2 separate regions of the Oryctolagus cuniculus genome follow, and region 2 is linked to region 1. The links are chromatin contacts, called in public Micro-C maps. All regions are on one chromosome and are shown on one strand. Each heading gives the region's core, a stretch centred on a gene start, on an enhancer-like site or on the middle of the called end of the contact. The rest is flanking DNA. Distances are from core to core; before and after follow the strand shown.

Region 1 (4,790 bases), core at 30-2,529:
CCCCCTGCCCCACGGGATGGACTGCCACAGTGTCACCCCGTGCAAAGGTGCGGGGGACAAACGCAGCAAAGCAGCCTCAGAAAAAGCAGACAACTGGGAGGAAAATGAAACAAAACCAGGGCTGACTGCCTGCTTCCTGCACTTAGGGAGGCCCCGTGCGGGGCTGGGCTCAGCACCTGCACAGCTCAAGTGCAAAGCACTCAGCACCCTGAACACCTGTGGCCCCATCCGGGTCCTCAGGTGCAACCTGCGGCGGACACCCGACCAAGTGACCTGAATCGGCCACTCGGGCTCTTTCTCCGCCTGGCCAGCCCAAACGGTGTGTGCCGGACATGTACAGACCGCACAGTGCTGTTCTGTGAGCTACCCTCTGCTTGCGGCCAGCCTCTCACCTACGGCCCCTGCAGGGCCCCGAGATGCCCCACAAAGCCCTCACCCGCCGTCGCGTCCCCTGCGCTCCACACAGCCCCGATCAAGGGCAAGTCAGAGGGGCCAGACGCATGGCCCGGGCCGGGGCTGCCCTCTCCCCTACCGCTGCCCTCTTCCCAGCTGTGCCCGTCGATAAACCCTGCAGATCTGAGACCTCCTGCCCCGGCTTCACCCGAAATCGGACACAACGGGACCCCAGCCCAGACACATCACCGCCACCTCCGCCAGGCTTGCTTTTAGCCCCGCCGCCCGGAAGCCACATAATAGGACTTCTCGGGCCCCCCAACATCTGCCCGGGCCCTCTCCGCTCCTCTCTCCAAACACCCACAGCCCGGCCTCCGCCGCCGCCCGCTGACCACTCCGCACGCCGCGCCGTCCGAGCCCGAGCCCAGGCCGCCGGCCGCCCATCCCTCCCGGCCCGGGCCCGCCCCTCACCGCAGCAGGTCCTGCAGCACCGTGGCCAGCCCCAGCGGGACGCTGCCCTTGCGCTGAAAGGCCTCCTGCAAGTCCCGCAGACGCAGGCGCACCACCCCCTGGCGGCGGCTGTGGCTCAGCACCAACGGCGCCCAGAAGCCCATCTTGCTGTCCCAGTCGGTGCTGTTCACCTCGCGACTCCTCTTGAACGCGGAAAACAGGAAGGACATGCGCTCCTCATCCTCCTCCCACTCGGGGGGCAGCAGGCCCGCCGGGTCTCCCCCGGCCGGCGCCTCGGCCTCCCGCTCCGGGGACCACATCGGAACCCCAGCCCCGCCAAGGCCCCGAACACAGCCCTGGACCTGGTCCCCTTCCGCCCAAGTCCCCTCTCGGCTTCCGTTCCTCGAACACCTCCTCCTCTTCTGTCATCGCGTCACCGCCGCCCGCGGCGTGAAATAAGTCCTTCACGTCCTCAGGGCGCAGGCGTCGCGCTGTCCTCCTTCGGCCAGGAGGCGGGATGATGACGTTATGTTCGGAGAGACACAGAGCGCTTGCGCTGACCCCCTCCTGCCGCGCTCTTTGTGAGGAACGGAGCGCTTTGCGCGTGCGCGACGAGTAGGCGCGCGTTGCGCCCCTTGTTGAATTATGGTGTGGAGCGAAAGCGCTCTAGAGAGGGAAGTGAGTGGCTTCAAGGGTTGGGACTGGCGGTAGCTCCCGGGTCAGGTATGTGGTTACACAGAGGTATATATCCACTGACATTTCTGGCTCATTTACTGTTTGCCCAAGCAATACCATGACAACCCTGTGAAGTTAGGTTTGGAGACTGTCTCCATTTTGCAGAAGGGAAGATGGTATTGATTTATACTATTATTTTAAGTATGGTGAGGAACATTCCTAAAAAGAATAGTGTGGGATGTAAGGAAATAAGTTGAGCCCTAAAAAGCACAATTTTCCAGAAGGCTTTCTTTCTTTCTTTCTTTTTTTTAAATCTATTTGAAAGGCATAGAGAAAGAGTTCAAATTCCCACCTGCTGGTTCACTCCCCAGTGGCCCCGGGGAAGCCGGGAACTCGGAACTCCATCCGGGTCTCGAGCGCTTGGGCCATCCCTCGGATGCCAGGCACATTAGCAGGGAGCTGGATCAGAAGTGGGGCAGCTGGTGCTGCACAAGATGGCGGCTTACCCTGCTGTGCCACACACTGGCTCCAGAAGCATTCCTTCCATGTTGTCATGCCCAGTGACACAGCTGGTTGGCTTCCGCTGGGAAGACAGACCAAGTGGTTTCCCACCCTGTGTCAGAGGAAGCAGCCGATCACGAGTGGTGGAAGAATCTGGTGGAGCAACCTGGCAGGGTGAGCAGAGTTAGGCTGACGGAGGAGCATGCTACACGGAGCAGCAGAGGGGAGCCAGAGGCTGGCTGTCACAGCATGGACGCCAGTCTGAGGTGTGTACATGTAGCAGGGGTCCCTGCTTGGTTAGAGTGACTTTTTTCCCATGATCCAACAGGTTTTCCCATGCAGGTGACTTTCATTTCTGCACAAGGGTGGGGAGCCTCCAACACCCTTAGTTTGGGGACTTTCCCAGCGCCCTGGGGCAGCCCTCCACACCTTGGTTTCCTGTCTGATTTAATTCAAATAGTTCTACACCTGAGCATTTTCGCAGCGTTTGGGCCTGAGGCTGCTTGCACTTGAAAGTGCCATAGGTTCTGGACGTCTCCAGGCTGGATGAGTTCCTGGGAGCAATGGAGAATGGAGGAAGAGCTGTGCTGTCCCTGAGTGTGTCCCTGGTATGTGGCAAGCTCTTTGTCACCTTGGGGGTTTCACTCCTATGCTGTGCCACTCCCCTGCATGACTGACTGTTTTATCCTTGAAGTCACCTCTCACAGTGGCCTTGTCTGAACCACCCTATTTAAAATGACGTCGTGGAGTTTTAGAAGGGATGGATCACTTTGCCAGCACCTCCTGATTGATCTGAACATCACAAACAGAGCGACAAACAGACATCATATGCCCCTGAAGGGATATAACAGGAAGCACAGAGAGCCATTTGTGAAATTTCTTTTCAAGACTGTTGAACCTGGGGCTGGCACTGTGGTAAAGTGAGTTAAGCCCTCACTTGGGAGGCCGGCGTCCATAGTGGAGTGCTGGTTTGAGTCCTGGCACTTCTTTCCCCTAGTGTTTGTTTTTTTTTTTTTTTTTTTTTTTTTTTTTTTTTTTTTTTTTGACAGTTATAGACAGTGAGAGAGAGAGAGAGAGAGAAAGCAGAGAACTGGACTGGAAGAGGAGCAACTGGGACTAGAACCGGCGCCCATATGAGTTGCTGGTGCCGCAGGCGGAGGATTAACCAAGTGAGCCACGGTGCTGGCCCGAGTCCTGGTGCTTGTAATCTAGCTTCCTGCTAAGGTGCCTGGGAAGGCAGCAGATGATGGCCCAGTATATGAGTCCCTGCTAGCCATGTGGGACACCAGGATGGAGTTCCTGGGTCCTGGCTTCAGCCTGGTCCAGCCAAGACTGCTGCCGTTATTTGGGGAGTGAATCAGCAGATAGAAGATTGATCTCTCTCCCTCTCTTTTCTCTTTGCCTTTCAAATAAATACTTTTTTAAAAAAATTGAATCTGAATCTGATTAAGTCACTAGATCTGAGTGCTAGTTTATGGAGGAGTAAAAAAGTATATAAATATGGGGCCGGCATTGTGACATAGTGGGTACAGCTGCCACTTGTGATGCCAGTGATCCCATACGGCTGCTGCTTTGTGTCCTGGCTGCTCCACTTCCAATCCAACTCCCTGCTAGTGGCCTGGGAAAGCAGTGGAAGATGGTTCAAGTACTTGGGCCTCTGCTTCCCTCATGAGAGACCTAGTAGATGCTTCTGGCTCCTGGCTTCAACCTGGCCCAGCTCTGACCATTTCAACCATCTAGGGGAGTGAACCAGTGAATGGAAGATCTCTCTCTGTCTCTCCTTCTCTCTCTGTAACTTTGCCTTTCAAATGAATAAGTAAACCTTTCAAATATATATATTATATTTATATATGTACATATATAATATGTATATGTATATATATACATATTTATCATACATCTATATATATATTGAGAGTAGAAGAATTAGTTAAGTGAAAATGGAGGTTGCGTTCAGCAATATCCAGCCTGTGGGAAATACTACCTGAGAATGACCTTGTTTCCTTAACAAATAATGTCAATCGAGACTTAAGGTGCACTGTGCAGACTTGATTGGACCCTGTTTTCACAGTGAATCATAAAAACTCACCCATGGGACAGTTAGATAATTTCAGTATTACCTGGACACTTAATGATATAAGTGAATGATTTAAAGGCACTTGCATGGTGATTATGTTTTATTAAAAACGTCTATATTTTGAAGATACATCTGATTTTTTTTGTAAGTGAAACTATTACCTTCCTTTTTTTATTTTTAGTGGATTGGTAGGTTTTTTTTTTAAAACTATTTATTTATTTATTTTGAAAGAGTTACAAAGAGAGAAGGAGAGACACAAAGAGATCTTCCATTCACTGGTTCCTGCCCCAGATGACTGTAATAGCCAGCACTGGGCCAGCCCAAAGCCAGGAGCCAGGAGCTTCATCTGAGTCTCCCATGTGGGTGGCAGGGGCCCAAATACATGGGCCATCTTCCACTGGTTTCCCAGACCTTTACCAGGGAGCTAGATAGGAAGTGGAGCAGCTGGGACACGAACTGGTGCCCATATGGGATGCCATCACAGTAGGCAGCTGCTTTACCTGCTTATGCCATGACACCCAGCCCCCAAACTATTACCTGCCTAAAGTGAATCCACGTCTTGGTAAGTGGGAATCAAAAACTCTGCTAAAAGCAGCCATCACACAACATAATCTGTTTGTAGCCAATAGAGACCACCAGAATAATTTCCACAGCTCTGGCTTCCCAAGCAAGGGAAATCAGGGACTTCTCTGGA
Region 2 (4,518 bases), core at 1,817-4,316, 710 kb before region 1:
GGTCCTGGTGGACAGATCCGGAGTGAGAACAGTGGCTTCCCGGGAACCTGTACACAAGGCCCTCCCAGCTGTCCCCGAGCGTCCTCTTCCATTGGCTGGCTCGCCAGTGCTCCCTGGCCCATCCTGGGGGTCCCGCCCCCCACCCCTTTATGTTCCCATTGCTCCCTGCCTAGGGGATGGGTCCGTGGGGGAGGGACCAGGCTCCGGGGGGCTGCGTCTTTGGGAATACCCAGCAAGGTGTCGCAGACTGGGCAGGACAGGGGGAGGATGGTGGGGACTCTTTGTCTGCCAGCTGCATCTTGCCCCACGTCCAGTCCCCTTGCGGCCCCCTTCCCTCTCCCTGCCCATGCCGGCTTTGCTGGGTGCTGACTGCCCCACCCAGGACCCCAGCAGCCCTTGTGCGCCAGCCCTGGAGCCTGCTGGTCACCAAGGGCCGGGAGCCCTCTGCTGTTGGGCCTGGGAACAGCTGGGCTTGAGACCCACAGGGCTGCGTGGTGGGCCAAAGGCTGCGGCCGCTGACTCCTCCCCGCTCGCTCCTCCCCTCAGGCCGGCCAGGGCCGCGCTGGCGACTCGGCGGTGCTGGTGCTGCCTGCTTCGCCCCGGCCCCGTTCCTCCAGCCCCAGGCTCAGGTACTGGCGGGCCCTGGAGGGTTGGGTGGGGTCCCCTCCCCTCTGAGCCCCTCAGCTTTCCTCGGGCTCCTGGGACACAGCCCTCTGCCCCTGGGCTCGGGCTGACGGCGGGGCCGCCCCGCGTCCTGCAGTGTAGACCTCCTGGAGGAGGACTCCGAAGTCTTCAAGATGCTGCAAGAGAACCGGGAGTCGCGCCTGGCGCCCCGGCAGTCCAGCTCCTTCCGGCTCCTGCAGGAAGCCCTGGAGGCTGAGGAGAGAGGTGAGGCCCCGGCGGCGGCTCCGGCATGGGCGTCAGGCGTCCTGTAGGTGTTCACCAGTGGGACTGGGTGGGGGCCAGAACCCCGCCTGTGGGTGCATCCGGTGTGGGAGGGCTGGCCCGGTGTGCACCCAGAGGTAGGAAGCAGAGCCTCCTGGGCCCCGGGAAGGCACCAAGGGAATGGTGATGGCCGGTGGTGGGCCAGGGTGGGGGTGGGGGTCTCCAAGGAGGCCTTCTTGGAGGAGGAGGGGTCTGATGTGGCCCTGGGAGAAAAGATCAAGACTTCCACAAGCAGCCTTAAGATGGTGGCAGGGAGCAGCCGCAGGCTCTGGGCGTGGCCATGTGCACAGGCAGAACGGTGGTGGGACAGGCCAGTGCAGGCGGGTGGCGACTGCCACGGGAATGTCGGTGTCCTTGGCCGAGGCCTTGGGGGTGGCGGTGCATGGAAAAGCCCTTTCCCAGCCGTGCAGCGGGGCTGGCAGTGTTATCTGCTCCTAGCGTCACTCCCAGGTCTCGGGAGCGGGACCGTCAGCTCCGCTTGCCAGACCCTGGGCTCAGCTGCTCCCCAGCGCCGTTAGACGGGCAGACGTGGCCTCAGCCTGTCTTTGCCTGCCTTGCTCCATCCCTGCTCCACAGCCGGCGTCAGCCCGTGCTACCGGCGCTGCTGCGGCCGGTGGATGAGCTCCCATGTGTCTGTCTGTCTGTCCCTCTAGGCGGCACACCTGCCTTCCTGCCCAGCTCGCTGAGCCCCCAGTCCTCCCTGCCCACCGCCAGGGCCCTGGCCACCCCACCCAAGCTCCACACGTGTGAGAAGTGCGGCACCAGCATCGCGTGAGTGGGGGGCAGGGCCGGGCCCACCAGGGGCCAGCAGCAGCAGGCGGGCAGCACAGCCAGGGAGCCCAGAGGGAAGCTCCTTTGTGGCCTTGCGAGGGGTTATTTGCAGCGTCCTGGGGCTGCCTGGGCTGGCTTCTTTCTTCCTTGTCCCCAGAGGAATCCGAGATGCTGCTGTGTTAGAGAGAGAGAGAGAGAGAGAGAGAGAGAAATCTTCATCTGCTGGCTCCTTCCCAAATGCCTGCAACTACTAGTGGCTGGGCCAGGCCAAACCCAGGAGCCAGGAGCTCCCTCCAGGGGTCTCGTCCATGGGTGGCAGGAACTCGAGTGCTGAGCCTGGGTGCACTAACAGGAAGCTGACTCACAGCAGATCAGCTGGAACTCCTATGTGTGACGTGTGGTGTTCCGAGCAGCAGGCTAAGTTTCTGCACTGTGACGCGTACCCTGGTGAGACTGGCACTTCTAATGCTGGCGCTGCCAGTCCCAGGAGCTGGGGTCACACTTTAGGTACCACTTCTCCCTTGCAAACCGAGAAGATCTGGCCGGGTTTGTCAGTCCGTGCGGGGACTGATGTGCGGCTGTGCGCAGGCGTGGTGGGGGGTGGAAGGAGATTACTGAGTGCAGGTGGAGTCATGTCTCTGAGGCTGTAGGGTCGTCCCAGGCTCCAGGGCGGTGGTGGCCTCCCAGCAGGAACCATTCCCTCTCCTGCAGGAACCAGGCCGTGCGCATCCAGGAGGGGAGGTACCGCCATGCCGGCTGCTACACCTGCACGGACTGCGGCTTGAACTTGAAGATGCGAGGGCACTTCTGGGTGGGCGACGAGCTGTTCTGTGAGAAGCACGCCCGCCAGCGCTACTCCACAGCCCCGGCCCTCGGCTCCCGGGCCTGAGCCCACAGAAGGGGCCACGGCAGGTGGCGGCTCCTCCCGGGAACTAAGCGTGGGCCTGACTGGGTGAAGTCCAGGGCTGGGACCTGTCTCGGGCAGCAGGTGCCGAGGCAGCCTCACCTTCCTGGCATCTTCGCCCCTGCAGGGCAGGCCCTGTTCCCCAGGCTGAGTTGGCTGCTGCCTTTGACATCTTGGCAAATGCGGGATGGAATGCTGGGAGGCATCTCGGAGGAGAGCGAAGTGCTAGCAGTTCTTTGTTCTTCCCTGTGTAACGCTGGTCATATGCGCTCCGTAAACATGCACACAAGCACAAAAGAGACACCTTGCTTCTCTCTCCTTCCCCGCCCCTCCCTCAGGGACCCCCAGCCCAGTGCCACCTTCCCAACACTCCCCGTGGAAGATGCTCACCAGAGACAATCGCGGATAGGCCATGGCGGGTGGCCTTGCCTGGGATGGAAGTAGCAGAGCCCCCAAAGCCCCCCAACCCCTGGGGCCTGGCCTGGGGGTACCTGTCCTGGATCCAGAGGCCGGTGCAGCAGCCCCAGCCCTGTTCTCACAGGAAAGATCAAAGCCAGTGCTGGTGGCAGCTTGGTGCTTATCTGGCTGCCTTTGGAGGGGATCTTGGCACCCACTGTGTTGCCTCCTCAGGCACCTGGTGATATAATTTACACCTTGATATCATCGTCTCAACTTTTGCCTGGATGGCTGCCTGAGGACCAGCCTTTATTTTTATGGGGAAGATCAAGGCGGCCGGCCTGCTGGGGAGTCTGGCTAGAGTCTTGGGCAGAAATGGGGCAGCCTCTTTGGCGCCACCTAGTGCCAGGTGCTGCCTATGGCGAGGAGGTTCCCACTGATCCACCGGCACACTTGGTGATGGGCTGGGCATCATGGTCAATGACAGACTGCCAGGGGTTTGAACTTCACCTTGACAACTGTAAGTGGGGATCTGACAGATTGGAAGGGGTGGGCTGATGCTATGCAGGACAAGGACAGGTCGGGAGTGAGGCTGCCTGTGAAGCTGGCATCCAGGGGGCTGTGGACTTTGGGGAGGACACAGGTGGTCAAGGGAAAAGCCACAGCTCCTGCCGGCCACCAAGGGAGGTCAGCCCGGCCCCCGGCCCTCTCCAGCTGCTCTTGGCTTTGTCCTGCCTCCTCCCAGGGCCATGCTAAGCGCCAAGCTTGCAGGAAACCTGCTTCCTGGAGCTGGGACTTCCCCATGGGGAGTGCAGGGGCTCCTAGGCATGGCTGGCCCCAGGCCACTGCCTTCTTGGTCAGGAACTCGGGGCAGCTGCTCACTTGGCCAGGTGTGCAGCGAGGGGTGGGTGGCTGTGCCGCCCCTCCCATTCCTCCTGCGTGGCTCAGAGGCTGGTAGATGCTGCAGGCACGCAGGGCCATGGAGCCCTCTACTTGGCGGAGGCTTGGCACAGGATGCCAGTCCAGGGCAGCAGAATGCAAGTGGCAGGGAAGCTGGGAAGTGCGCAGCCCCCGTGTCAGGGTGGCCCTGAGCTGGCGCTGGTGTTGGGAGGGGAGCCTGTGTCGGGTCGTGGGTGGGGGAGTCCTTGGGAGCCACACACAAAGCTTGTGCTGAGACACCGCATTCCTGCTGGCCTGGCTTCCTGTTTCTAGATGCATTCTTGTCCCGGAGTCACCGCAGAGACCCACGTTCTGCAGACTCGGGACGGGATTCGCGTGGGCTGCCTCCCTGCACCTCCCCGCCCTCTCACCGGGGCCCCCAGGCCGCCTCACTTCCTACCCAGGGAGGGCAGAGCTGGGGTTCGGCATGGCTGGGGGTTTGATGCTGCACGGCCCGCCTCCTGGGCTGATGGAAAGCGCTTCCTGCCAAGCCGGCATTCTTGGTTTCCCTCTGACGGTGGGGAAGGGGGGGGTGGAGTTGGACCAGGGCTTGCAGGCGGTTC

Evidence for each region. Hi-C and Micro-C count contacts between places; a contact is called where the count stands out from the background.
Region 2: a contact with region 1 is called in a Micro-C map of ear pinna, with 5 times the contacts expected there. The contact joins the promoter of C8H8orf58 here to the promoter of CHMP7 in region 1. A contact is called at or near these places in 2 of 6 Hi-C or Micro-C datasets (ear pinna and an unstated tissue).

Annotation. Positions count from the first base shown.
Region 1 is chr8:15,786-20,575 of mOryCun1.1, reverse strand. It overlaps CHMP7 (charged multivesicular body protein 7), which reads right to left and starts at 1,279. Exons shown (of 9, transcript XM_070047170.1): 1 at 865-1,279. The coding sequence starts at 1,163.
Region 2 is chr8:728,160-732,677 of mOryCun1.1, reverse strand. C8H8orf58 (chromosome 8 C8orf58 homolog) reads left to right here and starts at 3,066. Exons shown (of 7, transcript XM_051836748.2): 1 at 3,066-4,518. PDLIM2 (PDZ and LIM domain 2) reads left to right here. Exons shown (of 10, transcript XM_008249873.4): 7 at 547-629; 8 at 761-888; 9 at 1,599-1,716; 10 at 2,428-2,921. The coding sequence ends at 2,605.